Linked DNA regions of Cyprinus carpio: region 2 is linked to region 1. A link is a contact called in public Hi-C data. All regions are on one chromosome and are shown on one strand. The core of a region is the stretch at or near the end of the contact, and the rest is flanking DNA. Distances in the headings are between cores, read along the strand shown.

Region 1 (4,834 bases), core at 1,637-4,136:
GTCTAACGATGTGACGTCTTTGTTGCTGGGCACGTCTTGGCCACCTTCCCGTATGCAGTGCCTGAGGACGAGCTGAGTACAGCTACTACTGCTGTTCTCACTCAGATTCCAGATGCGTGCCGTCGAGTCTCCAGAACTGTGGAGAGTCAGAGTATTAAATAACTCTGCATTCACTGACTTCCATTTTCTACAGATGCACCAGTAGCACATTGTTTTTTTGTTTTTTTTAAATACTGATACTGGAACGATCTTCAGCTTCTATTCTTCATCTGTTTATAATATCTATTCCACATTAGTGCTGGGTATTGACACAGATTTCAAGATTCAATTAGATTTTGATTCAGAAGCTTGTGATCTCGATTCAGTTCAATATCGATTCATTTAAATATGTATCAAGGTGTATATCAAAGGAAAAAAAAAACTATACTATCAATTAAAGTCTTCTAAAAAGCTAAAATTAACAACTGATTTGTAAACAAACATTTAAACTGCACATAAGGCAGTTTTATAATAATAACAAACTTTCAATTATATAATTGTTTCTACTTCAATTTGTTGTTGAAATATAAATATTTAAAGGTGGCTGACAAAAACTTTTTTATGATGGATTTATTCAAACTTACATTACATTTTAAACAGCAGATATAAAACTGATATTTTCTTTAATGTTAAAAGTAACAAGGCGCAAAGCTATTTTTTTATATCAATCTCCGGTGTTTATAATAAAAATGAAAAACTACAAATTACAACGTGTTACTAGAGTGCCCTTTCTGTAGCTTGATAGTGACGCCTATGACTAACCCAGAGTACTGAATCTGAATCTGTCACATCTGACAGATGCCAATCCATTTTAAAAGGTCAGTATTAGTGCAGCATGTACTCAGTGTGGATGAACGACTAAACGGATTCAGTGATGAAAAGAGTCAGAAGACCAGCGGAGTGTATAACTGACCCGGAGGCGAGCAGATCACTGACGGGGTTCCAGGCGCAGATGAAGACCTCCGACTCGTGACCTCTCAGCACCATGGCTTTATTCTGAGGGATCTCCACATCCATGTCCACGTCCATCATGTCTGCATGGTTATCTGTAAAGATAGATGGTTGTGAGGACTTACACTGACTAACACACAGGTGTCACATGACATTCATCATTGAGAGAAAACACAACAGTTCTTTGATTCACATCAGCAGTACGTAACTGAAAGCTACAACATCGACACCACTGTGTGACATTTTCAGGAAATAACGGGGAAAAAATTATTATGAATAATGATAAGCAGAGTAAAATGATACAGAATCGTTCAGTGACTCACTGGGTAATGCGTGAGCACCGTTCTCCTCTCCGTTTGCGGTGTTTTCTCCGTTTTTGGTGTTACCCTGCATGTTGGCGCTGGTTGCCGAGGGCGCTGTGGCGGCCTGTTGCTGGGCGAGTTTGTCACGGTACGCCTGCTGCCGGGTCTGTACGACATCGGGCATCACCGCATCAATCAATGACAAAGACTCAATTGGTCGCCCATCGAACAGCGTGCCGTCCTGTGGACAGGAGTCAACATGTCAATCATGCACTCAATTTGACATTAACAGGATTTTTGCATCATAACAAATATTATCTGGGTTAATCTCATGAAAACATCTCCAGGATGCATTTCCCCTCACAATCAAAAGAATAAAACAAGAAATTATATTTTTGCATTATGATTATAAAGCCTATTTTTAAAACATTTTGTCATTAATATCATAAAGAAAATACTAAATTAAGCAAAAAACAATTACAAAAATTCAAATGTAAAATATTTAGTTTATTATATATTTATATAATAATAGTAATAACAATAAAAATGTAAATATTAAAATGACAAAGCACAACAAAATTACTAACTTTAAAATTAAAAATTGAATATATAGAAATAAAAACTAATTTGCAATATTACTATAACATGTTATGAAATATAATTACAATAACTATACTAGTATCTTTACTATTTCTATTTTTATATGTGGCACAAATATATAAAACAAAAAATTACCAAAACTAACTAAAATTTAAATGACAATTTATATATATATATATAATTAATTTTTTTGTACATTACATATTAATAAATAAATATATATAGAGAGAAATATCATTTAATAGTAATATTTAGTATCATATATATATTAAAATATATCATGTTTTCTGAGATTCCCCTAATTAAGACTCATCTAAAAATAATCTTATAGTAAGTATTAAATATCCTTGATGCAGATAAATGTAGGTGCCTTGATTGCTTTTTTTGTAAATAAAGCTGTGCTCTCACCTCATTGATGCTGACTTCAGCCTCCACATACTGCAGGCCCTTCTGGATGATGGAGATCAGGGCAGCAGGGGGCACTAGGGCGCCGTTGATGTTCGACTGACTGATGTGGCTCTCAATGCCGAATGTGAAGGCTGAGTGGGAAAACCCTGCCAGAGGGAATGATAAACACTTTAGTGTGACACTAGCTGGATCAACTTTCTCTTCAGCTCACGGCTACGAGAGTATCGTGTGTGTGTGTGTTCATTTAAATAACACCCTGTGAACAGTCACAGTGTTTTACTGTAATCAACGCTGATAACACATTATATCCCAAAACTCAAATTAAGGAGATATAACTGACAGATACATTTACATATCTGTGAGTGATCTCCAATAGAGAGTGAAAGTAATAGTCTAAATAGTAATTGCATCAAGACATGTAGACAGTTTTCATTATATGTTAAGATTTTTTGGTCATTTATGGAGCAAAACCAGTCATTATTAACCATGATTGGTTACACAAAAGCTGTGTAACAGTTGATCTGGATACAATTTTGGAGTGTTGATTAGGTCTGTTTCGTTTAAAAGCAGCACCTACCCGACTCCTGCAGGTATCTATACACCAGGAAATTGACCTCATCGCTGCTAATACTCATCTTCACATCTGCTTACACCATGAGGTCAGCACACTAGTATGAGAAAGAAAGGACAAAAACAATATCAGAAAGCATGCTCACAGAATGTACACTAAAAACGGCAACAGAATAGACATTGATATTGCCAGGCTCTCTGCCTTCCACTCAGAGTGTGTATAAAAAGCCTCTTTTACAGTGCAATAAGGGGGTAAAAGCTCTCTTTGTCAGCAGGAACCTGAGTGTGTACTATGCTGCCAGAAGTTACCAAGGGCTTCACAGCCCTGCATGGCTGAATAACAAGTTGCAGTGCCAAAAGTGGACATTACATTTTGGGGGCGCTGTTGCCCCAACACTGCAGAGCAGTAAAAGCATCTCCCACTGAAAATGTTTACGTGAGGGCTACTACAAAGCACTTCTGTTTACTTGAGTTTGACAGCTGGATTCATCGTGACTTTGGCTTTACAGAGCTGCCAAAATGTCAGTTTACACCTAAAGATTTTTTTTTTTTTAGCACAAGAACATTTACATGAAATTAAATATGACCCAGATTTGACACTCTCTAAAGTTAAATTTTGATTTTAAGCAGACAACAAACACATCCATATACATTTTAGGATGGTTTATTCAAATAATATCTCATGCTTGCTCTATATTAAGCCACAATTTCAAGACATGCACTCAACTTTGGACTTCCTCCAGAAAAGAGCATCAGGGAGCACAAACTTTTTCAGTTCCACATTGAAATACTGCATAACCACAAGTGGGGCTAATTCTGAAAAGTGACCCATTTCCTCATGACCCCGGTGTCCACCATTCCAGATCACATCCTCTTCATTAGACAGAGAAGTGAAGTGGAAAGTGTTTCCCCGTCACTGGGCGTTTACGGTCATAGGATGTGGTTTGTTAGTGAGATGGATGGCTTTTGTCTCCTCCTTAGGTTCTTGCTCGAGAACGGTTTTTGAGCTATGGGGTTTCATTCTGTTTCTAGATGGTGCCGTCGTGTGATGTAACACCTACCTGCTCCCTTCTTAACAAACTACGGCTTGTTTTTGAGTAACATTTAGCCTGCTAATGAATGCTTAATTAGTAGGCTGAACTTCTCAAACATAAGAGTCGCCTGTCTTGCGTTCCCTTCATAAAATATGCAAAAGTATGCAAATGGGAACATCATCAAAAGGCAGTGTGTCAAGGCCAATCAGATAACAGAGATACTGTCCAATCAAATCAAGTAGAAACGGTGCCACCGGATCAATGCGGTTTATCTCACAGCATAGCCAAATTAAATCCCTGCAACAGTGCAGAGTGCTCATCTATATTATCGAGCGGCCGAGTCGATACTGAGGAGGACCGCTACCTTCCAATAAATCACCCGTGCTCTTCAGGACCACCTAGCCTGTAAAACAGAACAGGGAACTCCAGGCATTTACAGTCGGCAACATTAGTTCAAGTAAAGAAGCCACGGGTGGGGAAATTCCCTCGTAGACGTGACACAGAAAGAGCTTTTATTGAAATGGGTCACAGCAAACAGGGACCTCCGTGAGATATATAGCCATCTGCGCCTCGTAAATTGCCCTCAGGAATGCAAATATCACGATACGTTCTCTGCCTTGGACGACATTTTGGTGCGCTGGCGGATGCTTAGTGTGTAGCGTAATCTTCATTGTATAATCAAAGGCGGCATGGGTTGCGTAACAGTGGAGTGCACGCAGTCGGGGTGAGGGAGTTTGTACGGTGTTATTCCAGGCTGAAAGGGAAGTCATACAAGTTACAGAATGATAACAGGCCACTTTATAGCAATAATTTCATTCATCAAGCAAAAGATTTACATTTTTTTCCAAGATACGTATTTTTTTTTTTAGAAGGAGCAGAAGGAATCAGAAACAGAGATGATTATTTTTCCTGCTGATTTAAAGCAATTAA
Region 2 (4,834 bases), core at 767-3,266, 190 kb after region 1:
CGATCTCTCCATAAAATGAACAAAACAAGCCCTACAAATTAATAAAATAACACATATTATACAAACACTTATTATTTAATGGTATTAAATGTTTTGTTATTGCATTTAGTTGATTACACTTTCAATAAAACATTTGCAATTGGTTTGTAAAAGGCCTTTTTATGCATGTGTGGGCTTGTGTTTTGGGCTGCATTTACACTATTTTGACCAGCGTGTGGTGTTTCGAGTGCTTCAAAAAAGTGAATCATTTTGCAAAGCTATTAATTCAAATGATTCACAGTTTCAAAAAGCTTTGTTTCTCCCATCACTAATGCATCTTCGGTTTAATAAATTACATCTCTCTTCATCCCTTGTTGGTTCTTCACAATAGAGCTCACCTCAACAGGTTTCCTCCGCAGGATGAAGAAGTTCTCTGCTCGCATCATCATGAACCTCATAAATTTATGGCACAGGATCTTCTCAATCTCATCAGCCTAAGAAAAGCATGTATATCTTTGGAAGACAGTGGCAAGAAAAACATCGATCCTACGCAGTTCATCCTAAATTACTTACCTGCTTGACAGCGATGCTGACTCTCACTGAGTTTATGGACCCCTCAATCAGGACCTTCTCCTTTTCATTGCGGCTTATGACCACAGGCTGCAACAGAAGCTCTTTGCTACTCCTGAATTGTAAAACACACACACACACAAATACACATACATACAAACACACACATCATATTTAACACATAAGAAGGGCGTGGGGTGTATGAATGATTTCCTCACCTAACCTCCACCTCAGGCTTGTTGTGTCTCTCCACCACCTGAGAGGAGAAGTTCTCCAGACACAGCGCTGCTTGCAGAGTGGCGCGCACCGCGTTCAGGTAGGGTCGCAATGTTGCCGTCTACATACAAAAAGGACCATATTTTATGAAGTAACACCTCATTCCATAACTTCAATGACCTTATAGGTGTCTTATAGTTATCATAAACAAACAGGAACATGATTGTCAGTGGGTGGAAGAGCGGTTTTGTTCTTGGCCATTCCATTGAGTACGTGTCAGTCATCAAGGTGGTGAAGTGTCAATCATCTTCCTGAACATCACTTACTGACAACTACCGGCTGTTCTAAGTGAATTAAACACGTGTTATTTATTACATATTTCATCTGTGCACTGTGGTGCGCATTTGTTAGTTTTCAAAATGCCAAAAAGAGGTTTTGCCTGCAAAATCACAGACGTTAGCCACCTAGCATAAATCAAGACAGACTAACATCACTCGATCAAATGAGCCAAAAAACACTGCGCTGAGCGCGTGCAAATGGTTTATCCGAATGCTGCTTATTGGGTCATTTGATTACTTGCTCTACAATAAATAAACAACCACAGCAACTTTAAGAAATGTAAATATCTTACCATTTTATATGAGGTCTGTGGAGGAAGACGGAAGTCCGCACGCCACGCCTGCCTGGAAATGAAAAAACACGCCTCCATTGCGTTCTCACACTCCCGTAATATACCTATTAGAAGTGCATTATTGTTTATCATAAGCTCATGATTTAAACGTATACGTGTGAATGGTATTTAATTAAATACATTTCCATACAAATACAAGTTCTTGAGTTTCTATTTTAAGCGCGTAAATCGGGAGAAAAACATAAACAACAAAACGACCGTTATTATGTCACATCTGTTCCTATAGTTACGGTGAAGCCCAGCACCAATCTTACCATTATTCGCTTTTTCTTCCTTATATGGCAAACAACACGACGGGTCTAATACACTGTAGTCAAAAAGGCGATTATTTAGAAATATCACTGTGTTGAAATAAACCTCAACTCTTTTGTGGCTTTAAACAGCACACGAGTCACTAAAAAGAAATAATCTTTAATTACACTGTTTGGACGCGTTTCAGAAAGGAATGTACCATTCCGTACGCTGCGGTGTTTTGTGGGGGATGTCAACTGCCAAGTGGGGATATTTATCTGATATTGAAAAATGAGTTTGCAGATAGTACATACATATCAGTTAGAATATGATAATAAACCGTACGCTGACCAAACTAAAGCAAATGTAATACACATTCGAGTTCTTAAAATTAAAGCGGTGAGCTGTCACCCCCCGAGCTGAGATGGTTTATTCAGTAATGGACGCTCCTTCATTGGAGGTAAACAATAATATTTTATGAATAAATGCCTTGTATGGGTTCAATTCTGTTTTATATTTTAACATATTATTTAATTGTCGACATACATATTTTCATTGCAGGTAATATACATATTTATTGAACAAATGTTTCGACCTATTCCCTGTGGTTTGAACTGCATGTAGCTGAATTAGCATGAAGCCGTTAGCTTACAGTGGCTAACGTACTCTTATTATCGCACACTGGTATCGTATCTGTATTACACAACAGAGTAAATACATTACAGTGATGCAATGCATAAAACATTAACATTTTATATTTAAACCTTATGAATAACATCTACAGCAGTACATCTGTTCTGGGTTTGCTTGCATTGTCTTTCTGTGTAACTGTTTGCTTTTACCACCTGACCAAAATCACTTACAGTCTGTGTTGTTCATTAATAGTAAAGAATTTATCAAACCATTTGGACGCCTCCCACAACCCTTTTTTATACTCTTTTTGTTTTTCTTTCAGATTTAGGTTCCTGTTGATGAGAAGATGAGTGAACTGAAGGACTGCCCCCCACTGAAGTACTATGACTTCAAACCTGTGGACCATGTGAAAGTGTGTCCACGCTACACGGCAGTGCTCAGCCGCTCAGAAGATGACGGCATTGGCATTGAAGAGCTGGACACGCTTCAGCTGGAGCTGGAAACACTCCTCTCCTCTGCGAGTCGACGTCTCAGAGCACTGGAAGAACAGAGACAGGTGAGCAGTGTTTTGCTGTTTGTCTTTCTGCCACCTACTGACTATACCTCAAATGATTTATGTTTACTCTCTGATACAGATACTTACAGACTGGCAGGACAAAAAAGGGGACAAAAGGTTTCTGAAATTAGGGAAGGATCCAGATCTTGCAGCCTCTTCTCGTCATTCCAAGCCCAAAAAACAGAAGCTTGATGGAAAGGGAAGTCATGGTCCCGGACCTGGGCCAGGTAGACCGAAGTCTAAGAACATACAGACCAAGGTCCAGGAGTTTGAATTTGAAGTGGACCCCCAAGATATACCCCGCAACCCTAAAAATGATGCTCCCAACAGGTTTGCTGCAACTGAATGTTTTGTCTGTGATACATAATGTATATTTATAGGAATATAGACTAGATATAAGATACAGATCAGATTTTTGCCATTATGTTTCATACTACCTAGATGTTAAATGAATTTGTTTAAATTAAATATCTATACTTTTTCATTTCAGTCATTATTTTATTTAATATTATTTAAACAGATCCAAACCAGGGCTGTCAAATGATTAATCACGATTAATCACATCCAAAATAAAAGTTTTGTTTACATAATATATGTATGTGTACAGGGTATATTTATTATGTATATATAAATACACACACATAAATTATATATTTAGAAAATATTTACATGTATATACATTTAATATATTTATATTCTTATATTTTATATTATATATAAATATATTTAATATATAAACATAACATATTCTTCTTAAATATATACATGCATGTGTGTGTATTTATATATACATAATAAATATACACAGTATACACACACATATTATAAAAAATGTATAATGGTTTCCACAAAAACAATAATAATCAAAAATATAAAAAAAAATATTTATGAGTATTCAGTCATTATTTTATTTAATATTATTTAAACAGATCCAAGCCTGTAATTTTATTCACCAATTAATTAATAAAAATTGACAATAAAGACATTTATGATACAATAATTTACAAAAGGTTTCTTTTTTAAAATAAACACTGTTCTTTTGAACTTTCAATTCATCAAAGAATCCTAAACAAATATATATCGGTTTCCACAAAAATATTAAGAAAAGTAACAAATATAAAAATATGAATTTTATCAAATAATATTACATTAAAAAATATTTTTATTAAATATAAGAAGCACTATTTTCAGTATTGAAAATAATAAGAAATGGTTTATTGGACACAAAAGACTGGAGTAATGGCTACTAATATTCAACTTTGCCATCACAGGAATAAATTATATTTTAAAATATATTCAAATAGAAATATGTTTTTGTAATGCTGTAGAATTGTAATATTTCATAGCATTACCATTTTTACAGAATTTTGGATCAAATAAATGCTGTGTTGTTCTTTCAAAAACATTTAAAAATATTACTGACCCCAAACTTTTGAAAGATTGCAATAATTGCATTTTTTGTGGTTATATATGTGTGTAAAACAGATTCTGGGCTTCGGTGGAGCCTTACTGTGCAGACATTACAAATGAAGAGATCAGAGTTCTGGAAGAGCTGCTCAAACCCCCTGAAGATGAAGCTGAATACTACAAGGTAAAGATCATTTAGAAACCGGTTCATGCTCTATATTACTGCAGCTCTCTCTTTCCTTTCCTTTAATTAATTCTGCATTCAGAGGAACGCATGGTAAATGGCTGTTGGTTTTCTTTGCAGATCCCAGCTCTCGGAAAGCACTATTCCCAGCGCTGGGCTCAAGAGGACCTGTTAGAGGAGCAAAGAGAGGGGGCAAGAGCCAATGACAAGAAAAAAAGCATGATTGGTCCTCTTTCTGAACTGGATGCTAAAGGTAATTGTAATCTTGATTTCAGTTGCAACATTGTCATTTGTTGTTGTGTCTTACCTTAAATCTGTTTCTTTTATCCTCCACTATTCTGGTTTGGGTAGATGTAGACGCCCTACT

Evidence for each region. Hi-C and Micro-C count contacts between places; a contact is called where the count stands out from the background.
Region 2: a contact with region 1 is called in a Hi-C map of skeletal muscle, with 3 times the contacts expected there. The contact joins the promoter of tada3l here to the enhancer-like site in region 1. A contact is called at or near these places in 2 of 8 Hi-C or Micro-C datasets (both in skeletal muscle).

The regions. Positions count from the first base shown.
Region 1 is chrA11:10,220,030-10,224,863 of ASM1834038v1, forward strand. It overlaps LOC109096762 (F-box-like/WD repeat-containing protein TBL1XR1), which reads right to left. Exons shown (of 16, transcript XM_042766175.1): 3 at 2,878-2,968; 4 at 2,301-2,446; 5 at 1,314-1,533; 6 at 953-1,085; 7 at 1-136. The coding sequence starts at 2,935. Among protein-coding and RNA genes, the nearest start is that of LOC109096762, 59 kb to the right of the region's middle. Within about 2 kb of position 2,887, at least 3 of the 8 cell types and tissues checked have an H3K27ac peak or open chromatin away from gene starts, as enhancers often do. A contact at or near this core is called in skeletal muscle, where this site is marked.
Region 2 is chrA11:10,406,905-10,411,738 of ASM1834038v1, forward strand. tada3l (transcriptional adapter 3) reads left to right here and starts at 2,017. Exons shown (of 9, transcript XM_019078746.2): 1 at 2,017-2,147; 2 at 2,643-2,876; 3 at 2,956-3,206; 4 at 4,362-4,467; 5 at 4,588-4,720; 6 at 4,819-4,834. The coding sequence starts at 2,667. LOC109061643 (actin-related protein 2/3 complex subunit 4-like) reads right to left here and starts at 1,838. Exons shown (of 5, transcript XM_042766185.1): 1 at 1,711-1,838; 2 at 1,397-1,500; 3 at 768-886; 4 at 553-664; 5 at 126-473. The coding sequence starts at 1,474. The coding sequence ends at 324.